Regions from separate parts of the Mus musculus genome. Here all the other regions are linked to region 2. Evidence: chromatin contacts called from public ChIA-PET and HiChIP or PLAC-seq data. All regions are on one chromosome and are shown on one strand. The core of a region is the stretch at or near the end of the contact, and the rest is flanking DNA. Distances in the headings are between cores, read along the strand shown. Region 1 holds the start of Pm20d2 (peptidase M20 domain containing 2). Region 2 has its middle 23 kb from the start of Gabrr1. Region 3 holds the start of Rragd (Ras-related GTP binding D). Region 4 holds the start of Srsf12 (serine and arginine-rich splicing factor 12).

Region 1 (5,246 bases), core at 1,285-3,784, 79 kb before region 2:
GCCACCTCCAACCCAGCTTTAGGAAGATATTCTTGAGCTGGGAAGATGGCTCAAAATGTAAAATCACTGCTCTGCAAGTATAAGTTCAAATCCCCACTGCCCATGTAAAAAGCTGGATGTGGCTGTACAATGCTACCATGAGAGTCAAGAATAATAATTAGCCAAAGGTATTTACTGTCACAGAGGAAGGATTTCTAGTCAGCGTTCTGTGGCTAGGCAGAGACACTGTCTACGCCAGATCTTATAAAAGAGAAGCATTTACTGGGGATGTCTTACAGTTAGTTTCATAGGTTTGATCCATTATCATCACGACAGGGAACATGGAGTCACGTAGGCAGACATGGTGCTAGAGAAGTACCTCAGTGTTTTACATCCAATCCAGAGGCAGCAGGAAGAGAAAGACACTGGGCCTGGCTTGGGCTTTTAACCTACTGCACCCCCCCAGTGACATACTTACTTCCTCCAACAATCTTGCCCAAGCTAGTATCTTGCTGGCAAGAATTCACTCGGACAACCGGATCTTTCTACGGCAAAGCTTTTATTGCTTCAACATAAGGAAGACCCGAACCCGGAAAATGGTGCTGCTTATATAGCCTGCAGCGTGACGTTTCAGCACCTGATGTGGCGTGACAGCACCCGATTAGTTGCTCGCCCATCACCCCATTACTTACGCCCTGAGATGGGCAGTGGCTGGGCGTGAATTTACTCTTGCACTTGCGCATAAGGCTTGTTTACTAGTTAGGCACAGTGGAAGCCAGCGCCATCTTATAATGGTGATTGCTCACGGCATGGCTCTCCACACAACAAGGCCACACCTAATCCCTTTCAAGTAGTATCTCTCCCCAGTGATCATGCATTCAAATATAGGAGTCTACAGGGACCATTCTTATTCAAACCACCACAAGGGATGTTATATCTATGCTGTTAGGTGCTAGAAAATGGAACAAAAAAAAGTATGAAGACTGAAGAGAAGATACAATTTATTAAAGAGATTCAAGAATACAAATCACCATGCACAAGAAATCCATGATGTCAAAAGTAGAAACTGAATACATATATGTCTGGGTGGGCAGACTACGCAGGAGGAACCCAGCCCAGAGTTACCTATCTTTCCACCACATCAGATGACAACAGTATTACTTTGTAACAAGCAACCTAAATAGCAGCTTGTCTCTAAAGTTTATACACAAGCCTGTGTGTAGCTGTCTAATGAGAACAAACAGGATTTCCACTGCTATTGGCAGAGCTCTGCTGTAAAAATTTATTGAAGATGAATGATTGTGTCCATTGTGATATAAATAGATGATTTGTGAATTCAGATGTCACAAGCAATCAAGTGTAGTGGTTAGATGTTGTCTTTTGTGGAAATCTGTGCCCAGTACTTAGTGAGTTGTATAATCTTGGATGCCCATCTGTAATTTGAAGATAATAGTCACACTAAAAACCTCATAGGTTGGGATGAGAAATAGGTATTAACATTTAAAACATCCAGAAAAGCACTTGGTGCAGAGTGAGTGATCTTATTATTTTGACATTATTCTGGCTTTTAGCCAGTTCACTGAGCAAAATAATCTGGAGTCTCATAGATGCTGGAGGACTCCTGTAAAGGAGTTACAAGAGTAAAGTTAAGAAAATGACGGTGGGGCTGGAGGACCAGGGTTCAGTTCCCATTCACCCAGAGGGTGGCTCGCAATCATGTGTAACTCGTTTCAGGCGATCTGACGCCCTCTTCTGACCTCCTCAGGCACCAGACTCGGTGTGCACGCATACATTCAGACAAAACAAACAAAATAACACAAAAAAATGTTAAAAAAAGTTTTAAAAAAGGAAAGTGAGTCCATTCATGAATTTATATCACATTTATTGTGTTTAGGGAAAAGTTTCATTCGGTTAGGGTGTTAACTAAGGACAGTTTTTTTCACGTTAGAGTGTGACCTGGACTCTGGCGTTTTAGGGTATAAACTAGTAAAAATTGATTACAGTCTGCCTTTTTCTTCTCTTCATTCCTTCCACTTCCCTCGAGTTTACTCTGTATAGCCCTGGCTGTCCTGGAACTCACTTTGTAGACCAAGCTGGCCTCGAACTCAGAGATCCACCTGCCTCTGCCTCCCAAATGCTTGGGATTAAAGGCGTGCACTCCTTAAAAAAATCATATATATATATATATATATATATATATATATATATATATATATATATATGGTATCTTATTTGACCTAGTTGTGGCAATTTAAGAGAGGGTAGAATAGGAAGAACACGCAGAAGCTTTTAATACAAGAAAACCTCAGACTACTAATTATTAGGTGTGTATCATCAATAACAATTTTGAACTTGTATCACTCTGGAGGAAAAGGAGAGTATGACTTCTTGAATTTCCTCATCGGGTAACTTTAGACCCGTTATGAACACAAGCTGTGCAAATCATGTTACTTGGGCTTGTCAATCAAAATTTTGGATAAAACTTGTCCTATACAATTCCTCTTCTTAGGAGTTGGCGCCCCAGCTCCAGGCCGAGCCTTGAGGGCGGAGCTACAGGGCAACTCCTGACCTGGGGGGTGGGGGGTTAAGTTAGAGTTAGGGTGGTGCTGTACGGTGGGCGAGCGCGGGGCGCTGGTCGCCGAAGCCGCCGAGGGCGGCCGAGGACTGATTAGGACAGCCGAGCGGTGCGGACTGCCAAGGGCTGCCGAGGCGCCTAGCCTTGCGGAGGGCTGCCAAGGACAGCTAAGCGTTGCCAAGGGCGGCCAAGCGCTGCCAAGGTGCCGCCGAGCGTTGCATAGGACTGGCAAGGACTGCCGAGCGGCGCCGAGCGTTGCCGAAGTCAGATAAGACAGCCGAGCGCCGCCGAGCCTCGCAGAGGGCGGACGAGGAGAGACCGCAGCACGCCCGCGCCATGGGTCCGGTGGTGGAGCGGCCGGCCGAGCCCGGCACGAGCAGCGCCGCCGAGCTGGAGCTGCTGAAACGGCGAGCGGCCGAGCGCATCGACGAGGCGGCCGAGCGCCTGGGCGCGCTGAGCCGCGCCATCTGGAGCGCGCCCGAGCTGGCCTACGAAGAGCACCGCGCGCACGGCGAGCTCACGCGCTTCTTCGAGTGCGAGCCGCCGGCCGCCTCGTGGGCGGTGCAGCCGCACTTCGGGCTCCCCACCGCCTTCCGTGCCGAGTGGGCGCCGCCGGAGTCCGCGGCGGGGCCCCGCGCGCTGCAGGTGGCCTTCCTGTGCGAGTACGACGCGCTGCCAGCCCTGGGCCACGCCTGCGGCCACAACCTCATCGCCGAGGTCGGGGTGGCTGCGGCGCTCGGCCTGCGGGCTGCGCTGGAGAGCATCGCTGCGCCGCCGCCGGTCAAGGTGAGCCACTCCGGGCCAGCGCGGGGCGTGCCGGATCCAGCCCGGAGTGCCAGACCAGTCGGAGTACCAGACCGGTTATTTTTGGTGGCAGACAGCTGCAGTTTGCTCATTGGGTCGTGTGCTATCTGGAGGAAATAAATGGAGACTTAACAAACAAAAGATTTTGATTTGAATAATTGGTATTTGTATAGTAAATTTCAGTGTTTAGAACTACCAGGCTGCCAAACCACTAAAGAGCAGAACTAACGGAGAAGCTAACAAAACATTTACTACGTAGATAGGTTCATATTTAAGTGTACATTTTATTTCATATTAAACAGGCGTCTCGGTTCTTTAAGCAGGAAAATGTCGTGCATGTCTGTCTTGGGCAGGTCCGATCTTGTGTTTACTCTTTAGGATAGTGTATTTAATTCTGTGAGCAAGGTTATATGTCACAACTCAGCTCGGCTCACCCGCCAGTGGCAGTAATGTAATCCTCTGCAACAAACAATTTATCTCTTGTGGCCTCTAGGTTTCTGTGTTGTTTGGGGAGGAGGGCCGTGAGACCCTGGACCGACTTAGGAAAGTTCTCAGCGGTTGGCAATGAGCCCAGTAGATTCAGAGAGGCTTAGCGGCCAGGAGTGGTGGTGCATGCCAGGCGGAGCTCTGTGAGTTCGAGGTCAGCCTAGTCTATCTGAGCTCCAGGACAGTCAGGATTACATAGAGAGACCCTGTCTTACCCCCTCCCTCAAAAAGCAGCTTAACTTAAGGTACATTATAAATTTAAAAATAAATAAAGCCAGACTTTGAGAAGTATACCAACTTCAAATTTCAAGTGGTTGTTCTCAGCAACGTTCCTCTCTTACCAGAAAATGGAATATGAGTGGATTCCCTTTGCTTTCATTGTATTTTTATACCTGACCTTAACAATACTTTAATCTTATGCAGAGGCTGTGCCTTTGCTTTTTAAAAATTGCTTGAAGAAGTTAAGCTTAGGTATCAAAGTAAAAGGTTTATTCTGTCAAGTTCTCTTTTGTTCGATTAGGTGTTTGGTGACCCTTAGGTCTTCCTGGTTGAACTGGTGAAATCGAGTTAGTAAGTTTGTGTAATAGTTGGGGGTTTCTAACCATGGCACTGAGGTTGTTTAAGGCTCGTCAATGAAAGGTTAATGAGTTAAGACTTTTAAGGTGGTTTCTCAGTGAGGAGTCCGTCTCAACCGGAAGGAGAGCTCTGTAGGCTCTGGAGACTTGCTTTGTAACCCGGGACGCCTGTAGCCTGCCTGAAATGATGCAGACTGCAGACTGCTTACTACCTCGCAGGCTTCTTGTGAGGGTAACAGACAGGCCACGTGCAAGATCCTTTTCAGTAAAGCTCATGACTGATTGATTATACCTGTCATACACATACATTAAACAGTCTTAGCCACGAAGAAACTTTAACAGATAAGTCCTAGCAAATGTTAAAGTACATATAATTCTACTTCTTTTGGTCTTTGTTATGACTTGGGTGGAGTATAAAATTGGGGGAATTTTCCTATAGCACTTCTAGCATGCATTTATACCAGATTACTATAACAATACATATTAAATTTTATGATTCTGCACAATATACTTTAATTCATGGTATAAATGTCAGACTATAACTTCTCTTCAGGGGTTAAGGACTTAAGTGTATATCCTGAATACACACGCGCTAAAACCCATGTCATGTTTTCCTGCTAGGAATCTCTTTGCTAACATCTGCATTTCCTTGTAGGTGATTGTCCTGGGAACCCCTGCAGAAGAAGATGGTGGTGGCAAAATTGATCTAATTGAAGCAGGTGCCTTCGAAAACCTTGATGTTGTTTTTATGGCTCATCCCTCTCAGGAGAACGCTGCCTATCTCCCGGATGTGGCCGAGCACGAGTGAGTAGTCACACTGAGGATAA
Region 2 (5,230 bases), core at 617-3,116:
TCTTCTTCTTCTTCTTCTTCTTCTTCTTCTTCTTCTTCTTCTTCTCCTTCTCCTTCTCCTCCTCCTCCTCCTCCTCCTCCTCCTCCTCCTCCTCCTCCTTCTTCTCCTTCTTCTTCGACAGGGCTTCTCTGTGTAGCCCTGGCTGTCCTGGAACTCACTTTGTAGACCAGGCTGACCTCGAACTCAGAAATCTGCCTGCCTCTGCCTCCCAAGTGCTGGGATTAAAGGCGTGCACCACCACACCCGGCGTCACCTTCTTCTTTTGGCCACCTTTCTTATTGTTGCAATATAGATGCCAACAGCAACAAATCACCTCACTCATCTCTAGTAGAAAGACTCCTTTCAGTGCACGGAAGATGATCCCTTCTTTGTCCTAGCCAGTTAGCTTTTCCAGAGGATAAATGAGCTCTGACTGCCCCAGACTAGACACAGTCTCTCCTGGACCTGGAGAAGCACACTTGTAAAACCAGTTCTGTGTTAATCAGGGTGAAACAGAAGCGGTCAGTAACAGCTCCATTTGAGCTGAATGTGTGACGTGTTCTGGCCACACTTTCCAAAACCCTCTCGCGGCTCGCCCTATGGTCGCTAAGCCACAATCCGGTTTTAAAAGTAGAGCTAAATTTGTAGCAGCTGAGAGCCAGGGGCCCTCTCTACCACGAGGTGCTAGAATGGTGGTCACAGTCACATGATAGAGAGGAAGGGTTAAGGGAGGGAAATCGGGCAAGCTGGCTCTTCCAAAAGCAGGCTTATAAATTACAGTGGACTTCCTTTGGGAAAGTTCAGCCTCATCTCCCTCTGCTGGTATCCTGGTAAAATCATATAAGACACCCTCAATCACCTGCCTTTAAAGTTCACCACGGGCTCCCTGGCTTCAAGCGCAACGTCACCACAGTCTCCAGCTTCTTGTTGATGGACCCTGGTGTTTTTATCGGGACTCCCAATGCCTGGGGCCATGACTGTGGGACCACCTTGTGGAAGAGATGTGTGATGAACGTTTACATGACAACTTGTCTGAGGGCCAAATACAGAGAGACCTCTTCCCTTCTGCTCTGAAACAGCCCCTGGGCTTGTTCTAAACGACAATAACTTACGTAACAGTTTCACATCCTGGCCTCAGGACAGGTGCGAGAGGCCCGACGCCCAGACCCCAGCTCAGGATGCCATCCCCCATGAAAGAGCTGATCTGTCAAAATGCCTCCTCATGTTGCCACCACCTGCCCCCTACAAAGCTTCTAACTGTCTGAGATTCCTTTGTTCTTGGAATGGCTCTGGGCATTTTCTTGGGGAAAAAAAAAACAAAAAAACAAAAACAACTCCCCCTGGCCTCTCTACCCTCCACCCTAGCTTTCTCGTGGTGGCTATCTCTATACTTACATCATTTTCAGTAAGTAAGTAAATATTTATTTTCACTGTATGCTTTGCTTCCTCGGGAGCAGTGGACATAGAGACCAGAAGAGGATGCTAACTTACTCTCCTAGTGAAGCCCCCCCCCCATCCCTTTAAAGCTGCTGCCATGTTGGCCTCTTACATGCACATACCATTTCCTGTGTAATGTTCTCTTTCCCACCTTGAGGCCTGCTTGTGGTCTCAAGGCCACTTCTAGTGACCACCTTTTCTAAAGAGAATGGCTTACGCATCTGCTTTCCCTTCCAGGATCGACCAGTGCTGCTCTTCCCCCCCCCCCCCCCCGTTTTAAAGAGAGACCAGAGGTCTGTCAGCTGAGGCTGCAGTGTGGTCACTGTCCTAGCCACACAGGATCTACCAGCAGTGCTGGATGTAAACTCCCCAGCCTTCAAACTAGAGACGTAAATGTTTGTGAACTAAGCTGCCAAATCTGTGCATTTTGTCACAGCGGCCGGAAGTCCTGAGCGGGCCGTGCCACAGCTGCCCAAGGGGAAACCATCTGTGTGGTTTCATCACAGACCATACCCACCTCCTAGCACATACACGCCGCTTTCAGGTTGATAAGATTCTCTGTACACTGTTTTCCTGGGGGAGGGTGGACTCTGTGCTATAATGTGGAGACCTAGCAATCCACTGGAGCAGTTGTGTTCTCATCTGCTGACTGTACCTCACACCACGCCTGTTTCCTTTATTTGATTGCATTCGGTATTTAGCAAGTGTTAAACATTGTTGGGAGAGGTATTGTTTTGTGCTTTGTGCTAAGCAATTCTTTTACATTCTCTGGCTCAACCCTGTATCTATCCCAAGCCAGGCTCAAGTTGTGCATATCTTTTGAAGAGTAAGAGCTCCTTACGCACACAGATAAGCGCCCGGGGGGACCAGAAAAAGTTAAACACACAGGCTTGTCTTGTCAGGGGAAGAGATATTTACCTGACTTCCACCGGGGATGCTGGGAAAGGTTTACAACCTAGTGGTCTCTCTATAGGTCAGGCTTCTCCCGAATCCCCCAGAATTCTGTTTGTTTATCCCAGACTTTTCCACCCTATATCTTAAGCATTGCTTTTCAATCTGTTAAACTCATCCTTACAAGCGATGTCATTTGTACCGTACATCAACCTAAGTGACTTCTATGTAATCTTAGGGCCAGGCTAATTCTGACTCTCAAAGGCATCGTGTTACCCCAGTCTTTCTCCCTAGACTTAAGCAATCTTAAGCATTGTGTCTGAGTTAACAGAACGGTCTTTATGGAAGTAGGTCTCTGTACTTTGTAAAGAGCTTCAATGTAAACATGCCTTAAACTGTGTTGTACACGTGGGACTGAATAAATTGTCATCAGAAAACTTTTTTTCCCAATATTGTGCTGTACTTAAATGTAGCTACAATCAACTGTCTGGGGTTAGACTCTAGAAGTTTGAACCAACACCATTTAAGCCTGAACAGTTTCATTCTTGTCTCTCCTCTGATGGTTTCACTGCCGGCCATTGTGTTTGCAGCAATGCCCCTCCCCCCACCCCACACACACAGTGTGTTACTTCTGAGTCTTCATCAAGAGTATCTATCTTTGAGACTGGAGAGATGTCTCAGTGGTTAAGACCACTGGCTGCTCTTCTAGAGGTCCTGGGTTTAATTCCCAGCACCCACATGACAGCTCAACACTGCAGAATACCAGTTCCACCCTCACACAGACATACATGTAGAAAACACCAATGCACATGATATAAAAATAAATGAACTACATATTTTTTAAAAAGAGGATCTATCATTGATGGCCTCATTCTGTGCCAAGGCATGTAAACTCACACACACACACACACACACACACACACACTCACCTGCCACTTTCTTAAAAAGGTAAGTGCATGCCTGCCTTAAGTATGGCCTCATAAGCACAATTAACCAAACAAAAACAGATAAAACGGGCTTCATCAAAATGACAACTATTGGGTTTCAGCAGTCATCATAAGAAAGTTAGAAAGTCAGTTGTCTGAGAAAGTATTTGCAAAGCATAAACCTGCTATAGAATTTCTATCTAGAATATATAAACAATCCCTGAAACTAGGTGATGAAAAGGCAACCAAATTTTAAAGTGGGCAAGCAATTTGAATAGACATTTGCCAAAGAAGATACAAGAGAAGCCAATAAGATACAGAAAACTCAGCACCACTGTCAACAGGAAACTGCACAACCAGGCCACAAAGAGAACACTTCATACCTATTGTGGAGGGTGGCCTAAAACAAAGAAGACAATAATAATCTGGAAATGTTAAAAAGTCTCACGTATTGCCACAAAGTATATATTAAACAATGCCCACACTTTGCAAACAGATCCTCTCAGAGTTAAATACAGAGCTACCCAATAACAGCAATTCTACTCCTAAGATATTCTGCCTAGAAGAATTTTTTTACGTCTCTATAAAAACTTCTGCATGGATGTTCATTGCAACACGTTTAATAACAGCCAAAATTCAAAAGAAAGCAAATGCCTATCTGTGATGGATAAATACACAGAAAAGTGCATATCCATGTAATGAGTATTATTCAGCCGTTAAAACGGAACAAAATACAGACACATGCTACAGATAGGTTAATGTAAGCATTATCTAAAACAAGGATGGAGAAAAATCGAGATGCAACTTAGCTGGTAAAACATTTGTGTGGCATGTGAAATGCTCTGGGTTCAACCCCCAGTACTGGAAGAAAGGAAGAGACAGAGGGAAGGATGGAGGGAGGGAGGGAAAAGATTATACAAGATGAAAGAAATCAGTCACTCAAGACCACCCATCTCCAAGCTCCATGTATACAATGTGTACATTATAGAGCAATGGAAAGCAAACTTTGGAGGGGAGGAACGGGAAAGCCAAAGATAAAAAGACAAGAAGTTTCTTTTGAGGGTAATGAAATGTTCAAAATGTTGGCATTCCTTCTAGGCTCTGCCCAACAGCAAGGTAGGCCTGGCTTGCTATAAAAGGGACTGTTTGGCCTCTCCCTCCCCCCTCCTCCTCCCCCTCCCCTTCCCTCTCTCCTCTTCCCCCTTTTCCTCCGCCCCCCCCCCCACCTTCTAAACTCCCCTTCCCATGCCCTAAATAAACTTTATTCTACATTATACCTGGTACCTCAAGGGGAAGGGATGCCTCTGCAAGGGCCGCTGAGGCACCCCTCCCACCACACCATACCATGCCCTATCAAACAAATCTTTGGCTTTTCTACAAAACACAACATTTGATGTCGTGACTTGGATTTAGAAACTTGCAGGGTCACATTTCCTGTCATCACGTGGACTTTCCAGCCATTCGATCACTAGAACTCTCCATCCAAACACTGGCAAATTTCCTTTTCCCTTGAGCAGCCGTTCTCTCTCTCTCTCTCTCTCTCTCTCTCTCTCTCTCTCTCTCTCTCCCCCCCCCCTTGAGACAGTTTCTCGCTCAGTTTCTCTCTCCCATAGTTAGAAAACCCTAAGCCTAGGTAAAGTGTTCTCCCTCGGGCTCTGGCCCTACAGCTTGGGCATTGGGCCCGCAGCTTCCCGTATCTACCCCAAAAGGCAGGAACCACCACTTTTAAAAATTGTTTTCACATGAAATGAAAATACATAGAACTTAAATGGCTCAAAATCACACAGCTCTCAATCAAAATTGCAAAGTCTTTTCCTCCCTTCTTTTCTTTTTCCTTAATTTCTTTTCGTTTTGAGACAGGGTCTCATGTAGCCTGGGCTATCTTCAAACTCACTTTGTAGCCCAGAAGTTCTGATCCTCCCTGCTTACCCCTCCTGAGTGCTAGGATTACTAGTGTGTGTCACCGTGTCCAGTTTACGCAGTTCGGGGGAAGCAAG
Region 3 (4,723 bases), core at 1,173-3,672, 130 kb after region 2:
ACCAGCTAGCCTTCAGAAGGACACAAAGCAGGAAGTCTAAATTCTTGGCTTCCCCCCGTCCCAGTCCCAGATCCCTGGGAATGGAATCGGCAGATTGTTTCAGGAAGTGCTGGCTGTGGAAAGGCAGATTTTCTGATTGTTTCTGCTTCAAGGCCTAAACTGGAGAACAGAGACCAAAAGGGAAAGTGTTCAAAAGATAAAAGATCAGAGAAACTAACAGACCACCTGTGTAGCGCAAAAAGCAGAGCAAAGCTAGGCTTCTGCAGTGTTTGCCAGAGCAGAAATTAACATGCAAGATCCCTACCGCATGACTACACTGTATCCTTTTATAGCAAGATTCCAGGATTCTGCCTGATTCGGGAACTCCCAATGGGGCTGGGGGGTGGGCGGTTATTACCGAAGTCATCAAAACATAGCTGCAGGCAGGTTAGCCTTTAGATTAACTGCACTGCGAGCCTCCCATTCTGGGCTCTGGAAAAGCCTTTGTTTCAGGAATTCTTCCCCTCCGGCAGGGGTTTACTTCAAATCAAATTTCAAAAGAGCCCCCAGGCCCTCCAATAAAAAGACTACAGAAAATAGGTTCTGCCCCTTCCTTGCAAACTCTCTGGCCCCCAGGACAGTATCAAATAACTGGCTTTCCCCTCTAGAATAGGATCTTCTTTCTCTCTTTAAACTACCACAATAGGGAGCTACTGTGCACCTATCTTTGCAAATGCCTTGCCAATACAATCCCACTCAGCCTTTCCCTGGGCGGATCTACCAAATGCTATATAATAGTAAAGTACCTGAGCAATTTAATTTTTTTGGGAAAAAAAAAAAGTGGCTGAACGATCGACCGTGGGACTAATTAAGGGAAGTGCGGATGAGTGGAGCGCAGAGGTGCACACACAAGTTTAAATAACGGGGAGCCAGCACTAGTCCTCTCTGGAGAAAAGCCAGGAAATGAGGCGACTTGAAAAGCTGTTTTTCATCTGCCAGACTTAAGTCTTAGTTAACTGTATTCCCTTTCTGATTCACTGAAGTACCTGCCAGACGCAAAATCAAAACTGTCTTCCGAGAAAGGCTTTGTAGAGAGAATTTTAAGTTCCGTTCGATAGATTCTCAATAAAAGTTCTTAAAACTCCTGTCACGGGTACTTTCATTCCTCGGTTTCTTTAGTGTGAGACACTAAAGAGATTAATCCTTTCTCTGGGATATTTACAACTCGGAGAACGTTAACAGCCCCGTTCAACTGACCTTTTAAAGTGACCTTCCGCTTTTGTGGGGAAAAAAAATTTTTTTAAATTAAAGAAAAACATTCTGGAATCCTAAACTCAACTTCTTTGTTGTGTCCCGGGAATGAAATGCAAGCAGCCCCCAATCCGAAAGGCTAACTTCAGCTCCTTCGGCAACAACAAACAGTTGGCTTCAGCGGCCAAGGATTGCTCGCCAGGCGCCCACCCCCGGGTGCGACACGAGATGCATTCAGGGTGTCTGGGGACCTAGAACCCCGCGGTCTCCCGGGAGACGCGGATACCACCTGCAGCGCGGGCCCCGCCCCAGCGCCCCGGTCCCACGCCGCAGACCCTCCCGCGGCCACGGCGGGGAAGAATGACACGCGCAGCTGTGGGCGACCCAGCCGGCACGCTGCCGCCAGCTGCTTCTTTTAGCTCGACATCCGACCCTGCTCCCCGCCGCCGTCTGCAGCCCGGCCGCTCCCCTCCCCCACCGCAGCGCCCCGGACCCGCGCGTCCCGCATCCCCCCCACCCCCAACACACACACACACATCGCTCCCAGGGCGGGGACCGCGAGCGCTCGGCCGGTTGGCTCACCTCCCTCCTCCGGCCCGCTGTCCAGCTCGGCGTCCGAGGACTCGGGCCCATCCTCGTAGCCCGCCAGCCCCACCAGCTCATCCTCCTCCTCGTCCTCGCCGCCGTCCTCACCCTGCGGCTGCGGCTTGCCCAGCACTTGGCTCATCACGCCCACGCTTGCCTCCAAGGTCCCGCGTGGGCCGAGTGGCCCGCAGCGCCCTGGGGCCGCGCCTGGTGAGCAAGGGGGTGGCAGTGGAGCCCAGCCCCCTCCCTGCCGCTGCTGCCCGAGAAGCCAGCCGGAGCGCGGCAGTTCTCCCCGGGAGCGCGAGGGAGTGACTGCGTGACCCGAGTCACCTGACGCTTGTCACACACACACACACACACACACACACACACACACACACACACACACACGCAGCACCACCGGGCGCGCGCTCGCCGGCCGCAGCCACCGCTTGCTCGGCCACACACGTTCTCCCCCTAGAGAGAATTCGGGTGTCCAGAGCGCACTGGCCACCGCCCTCGGGGACTTCTGCTCGCTTTCTCTGCAAGCGTGGCCCGGGGACCACCCGGACCCTGCCGCCTGCTTTCTGCAGTGCCCCTGGCTTGTGCTGCGGTCTTCAGGCTTTCTACCCACACCCTACCCACCTCCACCCCACCCACCTCCACCCCACCCCAGTCTACCCCACCCCCACTAGGCTGCCCCTCAACTGTGCGGTACTCAGGCCCCACCCCCACCGCCACTCCAGCCTGCGGGAGCTGGGAGAAGTGCACAGTGGTGGGGTAGTTTCCATAGCAGCTGCCTCCTAAAGTGCCTTTTAGTTCAAAGGATTTCCCAGCAAGAATACTCCAAACTGTGGTCTACGTAGACATGTTTCCGGAGAAGTCACATGTCTCGTGATTTATATATAAACATGCTATACTAAATGATTCCTTTGCAACCTTCGGGAAAACCTAAAGTGTATAACGCCCTCGGGGCTTCTTATGCCCCAACTGCTATTGTCTCATTGGTGTAGTCCCACGTGTTTTAGGGCTTTTGTGGGAGGTGAGGGGCAGCTCTCAGATTGGAATAGAAGCGATGTGGGATGAGGAGGTGCTCTCCTCCTTCGCCAGCTGCTCAGCACAGTGTGAGCACCCTTTTCTGGGGTGGGGGGTGAGGGAGAGAAGAGGAGGGAGGGAGGGAGGGGGAGAGGGAGAGAGAGAGGGAGAGAGAGAGAGGGAGAGAGAGAGAGAGAGAGAGAGAGAGAGAGAGAGAGAGAGAGAGAGAGAGAGGAGAAAGTCACGTGCATAAACTTCCTTCAGTTAAACAGCGGGCCAGCAAGGTGATCCGGATCCTGCAGGTGCCAGCAGCTCAGCAGGTGGGGAGAAAGGCAGCTCAGCCTGGACACTTGCGGCCCGGGACAGGGCTTCCTAGGGGTCCTCGGAAAAATCTGGGTAGGAATAGGGTTACTAATCCGTGACGCATGTCCTGGATTTCTTCTAACTGGGTGGCTGCTTTCAACAGGAAAGCTTCTCCAAGGAGAGGCAGTAGAACTCTTGTCTGCATGGTCAAGGTCGTTCCTATGCCACATACAAAGATGTGAACTGAAAAAGGCTTTTGAGCGAAGAAACAGTTTTGCAGATATATAAGCAGCAGAATTTAGGGAGTACAGTCAAAGATTATCAGGTGGGAAGCTCACACCACCTCCAAATTTAGTGGGAGGAAGTGAAGGGAGCCAGTTCTGTAGAGCAGCCAGGTAGCAGCACCCCCACACCACCCCACATCCCCGCCCCCACCCTCCCCACCCTCTGGCCAAGCAGATAACAGAAGAGGGCCCTGGCTGCTTTCCTTCTTCCTATCTCTGTGTGGTCTCCTGGGAATGACTGCCATTGGTCCAACACACCCAGAAACCCGTGGGCAAAGGAAGACTGAAACCAAGTGGAGGCCAAAGGGTGGATGGAGAAAGCCGACTCTCGTTACTCTCCCCACCGGAAGGAAGCAGCCTTTTCTGACCCTCATGAGAACACCTTTACCACAGAGTTGGTAGACGTTTCAAATGAGCCATGACTCTCAGGTGCTCTCAGAACTCATTTCTCACTGGCGATTTTACTTCTATAGCGAAGAGAGTGGGCTTTGTGGCTCATCCGGTTGGTAGTTTTTGTCTCTCCAGCGCCTTGTCAAACCCCATGTGCTGGGCAGCAGCAACTTAATGAGATTGAGGGCAGCTTGAAATCCTTGAATCTCTGCAGGAAGCGGCCTGGGGAGGAAGGGACATTTCCCCAGAGTAGCTGTAAGGCTTTGCGGCTGTCCCAAAGCCAGCTTGCTAGTCTGTGGGGAGGTCTCTAAACTGGCCTATTTCAAGCATCAGAGAGGTCCTTGGGACACCAGGAGATGGCTGCCTAGCAACAGCTCAGATTCAAACATGACTACTGAGCAAGGATGTCTGGTGAACCCAGAGGGGGTCTTCCAGAGAGGACAGTTCACAACTCAACACCCTCACACACAGAAAAGATGAAAATGTCTGGTGATTCTCTAACATCAAGGAGAGAGTTACTATGTGTGTATATATCCATGTATGTATATATGTATTGGATTCGTGTGATTGTTTTTGCCTACGTGTATGTGTACCCCCTGAATGCAGTTCCCACAGAGACCAGAAGAGAGTGTCGAATCCTCTGGAACTGGAGTCATAGATGATTGTTAGCTAACACCAGGTTAGGCACTGGAAACGGAGCTAAGGTCCTGTGAAAGAGTAGTCAGTACTCTTAACCACCGAGCCATCTCTCCAGCACCAAGAAGAGAGCCTTCAATGGGAATCCCAGCAACAGATCAAAATGCCATGATTTGTCTGAGAATCGGTCATTCTTGAGAATAAAGTGGATCAACAACCATGTCTTATGTTAGGGAGATAGGCAGATCTCAGCAACCTGGGGAGCATCTAAAAGACCTCTA
Region 4 (4,611 bases), core at 1,213-3,712, 99 kb before region 2:
ACTAGCTCCTGGGGCTGGCGAGATGGCTCAGTGGTTAAGAGCGCCGACTGCTCTTCCAAAGGTCCAGAGTTCAAATCCCAGCAACCACATGGTGGCTCACAACCATCCATAACAAAATCTGATGCCCTCTTCTGGAGTGTCTGAAGACAGCTACAGTGTACTTACATATAATAAATAAATAAATCTTAAAAAAAAAAAAAAGACTTACTAACTCCCAATTATCAGTCTCTGCACTTGGTGAAGGATTACCTGGACCCAAGGTTAGTAGTCACATGAAAACATGTTTTTATTAGTTTGTTCATTTATGGAAGCCAAGGCCTCCTGCATTTAAGGCAAGCAATCTACTACTGAGTAACACCCCCAGATGTGTTTTACTTAGTATGCACAATGTTTGAACATCTGAAAACTCTATGAAATAGCCAATATTTTATAGTTTCTAGATCTACAAAAATTGTAATTCACACTATTCAACTTAACACACCTTTATTTAGTTATGGTATGTGTGGGTGTGGCTTATGTGAGGTCAGAGGACAACAGGGGGTAGTTATTCTCTTCTTCCACCGTGTAGGTCCCAGGGATAGAACTCAGATCTTCAGACTTGCATCTGTACTCATGGAGACACCAGGCTGGCCTCTTATATAGCTAGTAATGCTAATGTTTTAAAATTCGTTCAATGTACACAAAAATCCAGGTTTCTGACTTCTCTTGAAAGTAGGTTGAGGCAAGTTGCAGCAGGGGTTGAGGTGTGTGTGTGTGTGTGTGTGTGTGTGTGTAACATGCTCATAATCACAGCTATGGGGGAGGCTGAAGTAGAAAGAGGGAAAACCCAAGTCCTGGTTGGGCTACAAAATTGAACGGATGCCCCAGTAAGTATAGCTCTGTAGGGAGCCCAGCATGTACAGACTGGGTTTGATTCTCTAGAACTGGAAAAGGTGGCAACGTGACTTCCCATTCGAGGACACATGCTCACCTGTTGCAGTCTGTACCATTCTACTACGTCTCATAAGCTGGTACCCCCACTCATCTGTATTCCTCTGCCTCGCTCTTGTGGCCACTAGGGTTGGGAATCTCCCGGGTTTCTTTTGTAAGCATGCCATGAAGACCTTTTGCTTATTGTTCAAGTTGTTTAACTGCTTTTAGCCTACCCAAATATTAATTTTGCTTCCTGTGTGAGGATGTTTGGATAAACAGGTAGAGAAGAACCATAAAACCCAGGAATCTTTTAAAATTCTATTAACTCACAGTCTACAGTAGTGACATAAATATTTACAGTGATTAAATTTAAAGTTCTTAATTCTCCTAAAAGTAAATCCCCAGCTTGGTGGTGGGGGTCACCTGCAATGCCAGGACTTGGGAGGGAGGCCAAGGTAACAGGATCAGAAGTACAAGGTCAGCCTAGACTAGATACTACTCTCTCTCTCTCTCTCTCTCTCTCACAAAACAAAACAAAACAAAAACAAAAACAAAAACAAAACAAAACATACATTATGATTACTTCAGATAACTAACAACTGAAGAGCTGCGTACATTTGTGCCTGTTTAGGTCCAGGTAACTCCTTAAAACCCTTGAACTTCAACTTTTCCATAGGTGGCCAAGATGGCAGAACTAGAACGGGGGATTAAGTAATTCCAATGAAAGATGAAGGTGTCTATTAGTGTCACGCCTCCCATTCTCTCTCCGGCTCCTATTAAAGGAAAAGGTGCGCTAGTCTGAAAAAAGGGCATTTCTTCAGCTCTATGCCTGGCAACCATCTGGACAGAATTTTCAAAGAGGGATGGAGGAAATAAAGACTTCCTGCACCATAATGAAGCCTAAGACTGTTCCCAGGACTCAAAGAAAACCATAGAAATCGAACTGACTAGTCTTTTGTATATTAAATGTGGGCCATAATCACTGTCTGAACAGTGCAGAGGAAATTGCAAGGCCTAAGGTGTGCATCCTGGGGAGGAGACAGCCCCAGTTCCTCCGGAAGGTTAGTGGGCGGCGCCTGCAGAGCGCAGTGCCACCAGAGCCAGGGCCAGCACTGCCACCACAGCCGGAGCCACCCAGCCCGCACCTTGACGCCGGGCCAACACCTGACATCACGACCGCACCCCAACACCTCGCCCACACCCCAAAACCCAGATACTCCGACAGCCCGCAGTGGCACCCCTACGACACCTGGCCAGCATTCCCAACACCCGGCCAGTGCCCCAACACAAGACCGGTACCCTGACGCCCAAATGGCACCCCAACAGCTTGCAGCTCGGCACCCGGGGTACCCGGGCGGCATCGTCATCCAGACAGCCCCCCACTGCCCACCCCGTACCCCGACAACCCGGCGCCCCGGCCCGTGCCCCCGCGGGGTCCGGTCTCCACTCACCTGGTGGCGTCTGCGACGTTCCTGACGAACAGGGAGGTGTTGGGGGGCCTGGTGTAGCGAGACATGCCTCTCGCGGCCCCGCTCCCAGCAGCCCGCCGCGCCCCCTCCCGGGCCGGCCGCGCAGCCGCAGACGCGGGCGGGGGGCGCGGGGCCTGCGCGGCCGCGCGAGCACAGACCTTGCCACTGCCCGGGCCTCTAGGGAATAGATCCGATCCCCCATCGCTGCAGGCCAGCTAGGTGCTCCAAGGGAGACCTGCCTCTCCCAAACAGCCCCAGAAAAAGATCTCATGACAGGGCTTCGAAAGAGCCATGTGCAGGGTCAGGGAGCCACTTGTGGGCATGCAAGCTTAGCCACAGCCTTTCCCTAAAGAGATCAACTCGACCCTCAGGGAAGAAAGACTGAACACGGGCGTGGGGGTGGGGGTGGGGGGAACTGCTGCAGTACTGCAGCTTAAGCAAAAAGGCCTCGAGGCAATAAACAGGGTAAGCATCAAAGAAACCCAGACGGGAGAGCAGGCTGGGGTCTTTTGTTTGCTTGTTTACTCAGGCCTAGAATTCCTTTTGTAGTGGGCTCCACATCAGGCTGGGTTTAATGCTAGGAAAATTGAGAGTACTGTGTATTGGTTAGTGGAGCTGGTGTAATAATGCCACGCATTTGGTGGTTTAATGAAACTTATCTTGAAAAGACTAGGGATGTAACTCAATGGAAGAGTGATTGTCTAGCCTGCAGGATGCACGCTGTTCCAGTACCTGAGCAGAGACTATGGCAGAACCTGTCATCCCAGGGCATGGGGGGGGGGGGGGGGAGGACGGTGAGGAGTGATGGCAGGGAGGTCAAAAGTTATCTACTATAGAGGAGCTGGAGGCCAGCCAACTGAGACCTGTCATTACTGATAGCGCATAGATCTACTCTTACAATTTCTAGATCTGTTTTGAAGCAGCTAAGTACTTCTTTTAGTACAACAGCTTCCTGTAGGAGAGCCTGAGGCAGGAACATTTTCAAGTGCAGATGACTAAATGATATTACACCGGGGTAGCTTCGAGGTGGGGGCTGGAGAGAAGGTTCAGCAGTCAAGAGCGCTTGCTGCTCTTGCAGTGGACCCGGCCGGGTTCCTCTCCCAGTGTCCACGTGGTGGCTTACAGTTCCAGGGTGTCCAACACCCTCTTCTGGCCTCAGTGGGATGCAAGGCACACAAGTAGGCAAAACACTTACACATACAATAAAAATAATAGTTTGACAAAAGGAATACTGCATTAAGCTTGGCCGGTGTCTTAAGCAACCATGTTCAGTAACTAATATAGCTATGTGTTATTGCTTTTTCGATGTTTTTTTCTGGTACTCTTGAGGGTCCAGACTAAAAGCCCTCCGTGTCCTAGATTTTTTTTTTTAAATCATATTCATCCAAAGTTGTAGGCTTTATAACCAAAAGTACTGCTTTGTTGAATCATCTCTTCAAAGCAGCAGGCGATGCTGTACAGAGTTCAGAGGTGTATGAAGGAGTGCAATGATCCTAGTGACTGTGATGAAGGCTCAGTACATAAGAGTGCTTACAGTGCACTGACTCAGAGTTCCCAACACCCACTTGTAAAAATCCTGGGCATGGCCACACCCCTGTGACCCAGCATCACAAAGCCACACCCCTGTGACCTCAGCATCGTGAGGTCAGAGACAGGTGAATCCCAGGAACTCAATGGCCAGCAATCCCTGAAGAAATGGAGAGGTCCAAATCTTCAGTTTTAGTGAGGGATGCCACCTTGGGAGAAGACATACTTGTGGAGTTGTGGAGTGAGAGTCACCCTGCAGCCTTCTCCAGCACATGTCACACAAGTGTAACCCTCTTTCCTCCATTAAAATAGAAACATTTTAAATGAAAAGAATAAAAAGTTAGCTTAGAGTGACAACGTGGCTAGGGAGATCTTCCTGAAAATTTTTGGTCTATTTCATGCTTATTTTCTCCCCAAAACAGGACTTCTGTTTTTAAAGTATTTTGAGATGCCCTTGTATCTTTTCTCATTTAGATACTATAATTATTTTTACCTTTTCTCCCCTTGGAGACAGGGTCTCATTTTATAGCATGGCTGGTTTAGTACTCACAGTTGTAGCCCCAGGTAGGGTTGCAGTTGCAGCAATCCTCCCACATCAGACTCTGTACCACTGGAATTACAGGCATGCACCACCATGCTTTTCTATTTTACTTTAAAAAAAAAAAAAAAGTAGAGTTAAAAAGATGCAATTGAAATCCCTGCC

The links. ChIA-PET counts read pairs in DNA pulled down with a chosen protein or histone mark. HiChIP or PLAC-seq counts read pairs in DNA pulled down with a chosen protein or histone mark.
Region 1: an H3K27ac HiChIP or PLAC-seq map of microglia shows a contact between it and region 2, with 4 times the contacts expected there. The contact joins the promoter of Pm20d2 here to the enhancer-like site in region 2. A contact is called at or near these places in 2 of 39 promoter capture datasets (the 3T3-L1 cell line and stem cell-derived epiblast-like cells), 4 of 484 Hi-C or Micro-C datasets (CD8 T cells, the CH12 cell line, bone marrow-derived dendritic cells and 1 more), 4 of 115 datasets of contacts at active chromatin or transcription factors (bone marrow-derived dendritic cells, embryonic stem cells and microglia) and 3 of 9 other capture datasets (adipose tissue, liver and pancreatic islet).
Region 3: an RNA polymerase II ChIA-PET map of effector CD8 T cells shows a contact between it and region 2, with 6 read pairs. The contact joins the promoter of Rragd here to the enhancer-like site in region 2. A contact is called at or near these places in 8 of 39 promoter capture datasets (embryonic stem cells, liver, pre-B cells and 1 more), 1 of 15 datasets of contacts at CTCF or cohesin (CD8 T cells), 11 of 484 Hi-C or Micro-C datasets (centroblasts, differentiating embryonic stem cells, differentiating spermatogonia and 1 more), 15 of 115 datasets of contacts at active chromatin or transcription factors (cardiomyocytes, effector CD8 T cells, embryonic stem cells and 5 more) and 2 of 9 other capture datasets (embryonic stem cells and liver).
Region 4: a contact with region 2 is called in an RNA polymerase II ChIA-PET map of effector CD8 T cells, with 16 read pairs. The contact joins the promoter of Srsf12 here to the enhancer-like site in region 2. A contact is called at or near these places in 8 of 39 promoter capture datasets (the 3T3-L1 cell line, the C10 cell line, cranial neural crest and 4 more), 6 of 15 datasets of contacts at CTCF or cohesin (CD8 T cells, embryonic stem cells, hippocampal excitatory neurons and 1 more), 50 of 484 Hi-C or Micro-C datasets (the AtT-20 cell line, B cells, the C10 cell line and 26 more), 10 of 115 datasets of contacts at active chromatin or transcription factors (bone marrow-derived dendritic cells, bone marrow-derived macrophages, effector CD8 T cells and 2 more) and 2 of 9 other capture datasets (adipose tissue and liver).

Annotation. Positions count from the first base shown.
Region 1 is chr4:33,187,025-33,192,270 of GRCm38.p6, reverse strand. It overlaps Pm20d2 (peptidase M20 domain containing 2), which reads left to right and starts at 2,534. Exons shown (of 7, transcript NM_001034867.2): 1 at 2,534-3,340; 2 at 5,075-5,223. The coding sequence starts at 2,891.
Region 2 is chr4:33,106,922-33,112,151 of GRCm38.p6, reverse strand. No RefSeq gene overlaps it. Among named protein-coding and RNA genes, the nearest start is that of Gabrr1, 23 kb to the left of the region's middle. Within about 2 kb of position 1,866, at least 32 of the 459 cell types and tissues checked have an H3K27ac peak or open chromatin away from gene starts, as enhancers often do. A contact at or near this core is called in B cells, CD8 T cells, the CH12 cell line and 3 more, where this site is marked.
Region 3 is chr4:32,980,697-32,985,419 of GRCm38.p6, reverse strand. Rragd (Ras-related GTP binding D) reads right to left here and starts at 2,422. Exons shown (of 7, transcript NM_027491.2): 1 at 1,813-2,422. The coding sequence starts at 1,957.
Region 4 is chr4:33,207,123-33,211,733 of GRCm38.p6, reverse strand. Srsf12 (serine and arginine-rich splicing factor 12) reads right to left here and starts at 2,462. Exons shown (of 5, transcript NM_001372518.1): 1 at 2,364-2,462. The coding sequence starts at 2,428.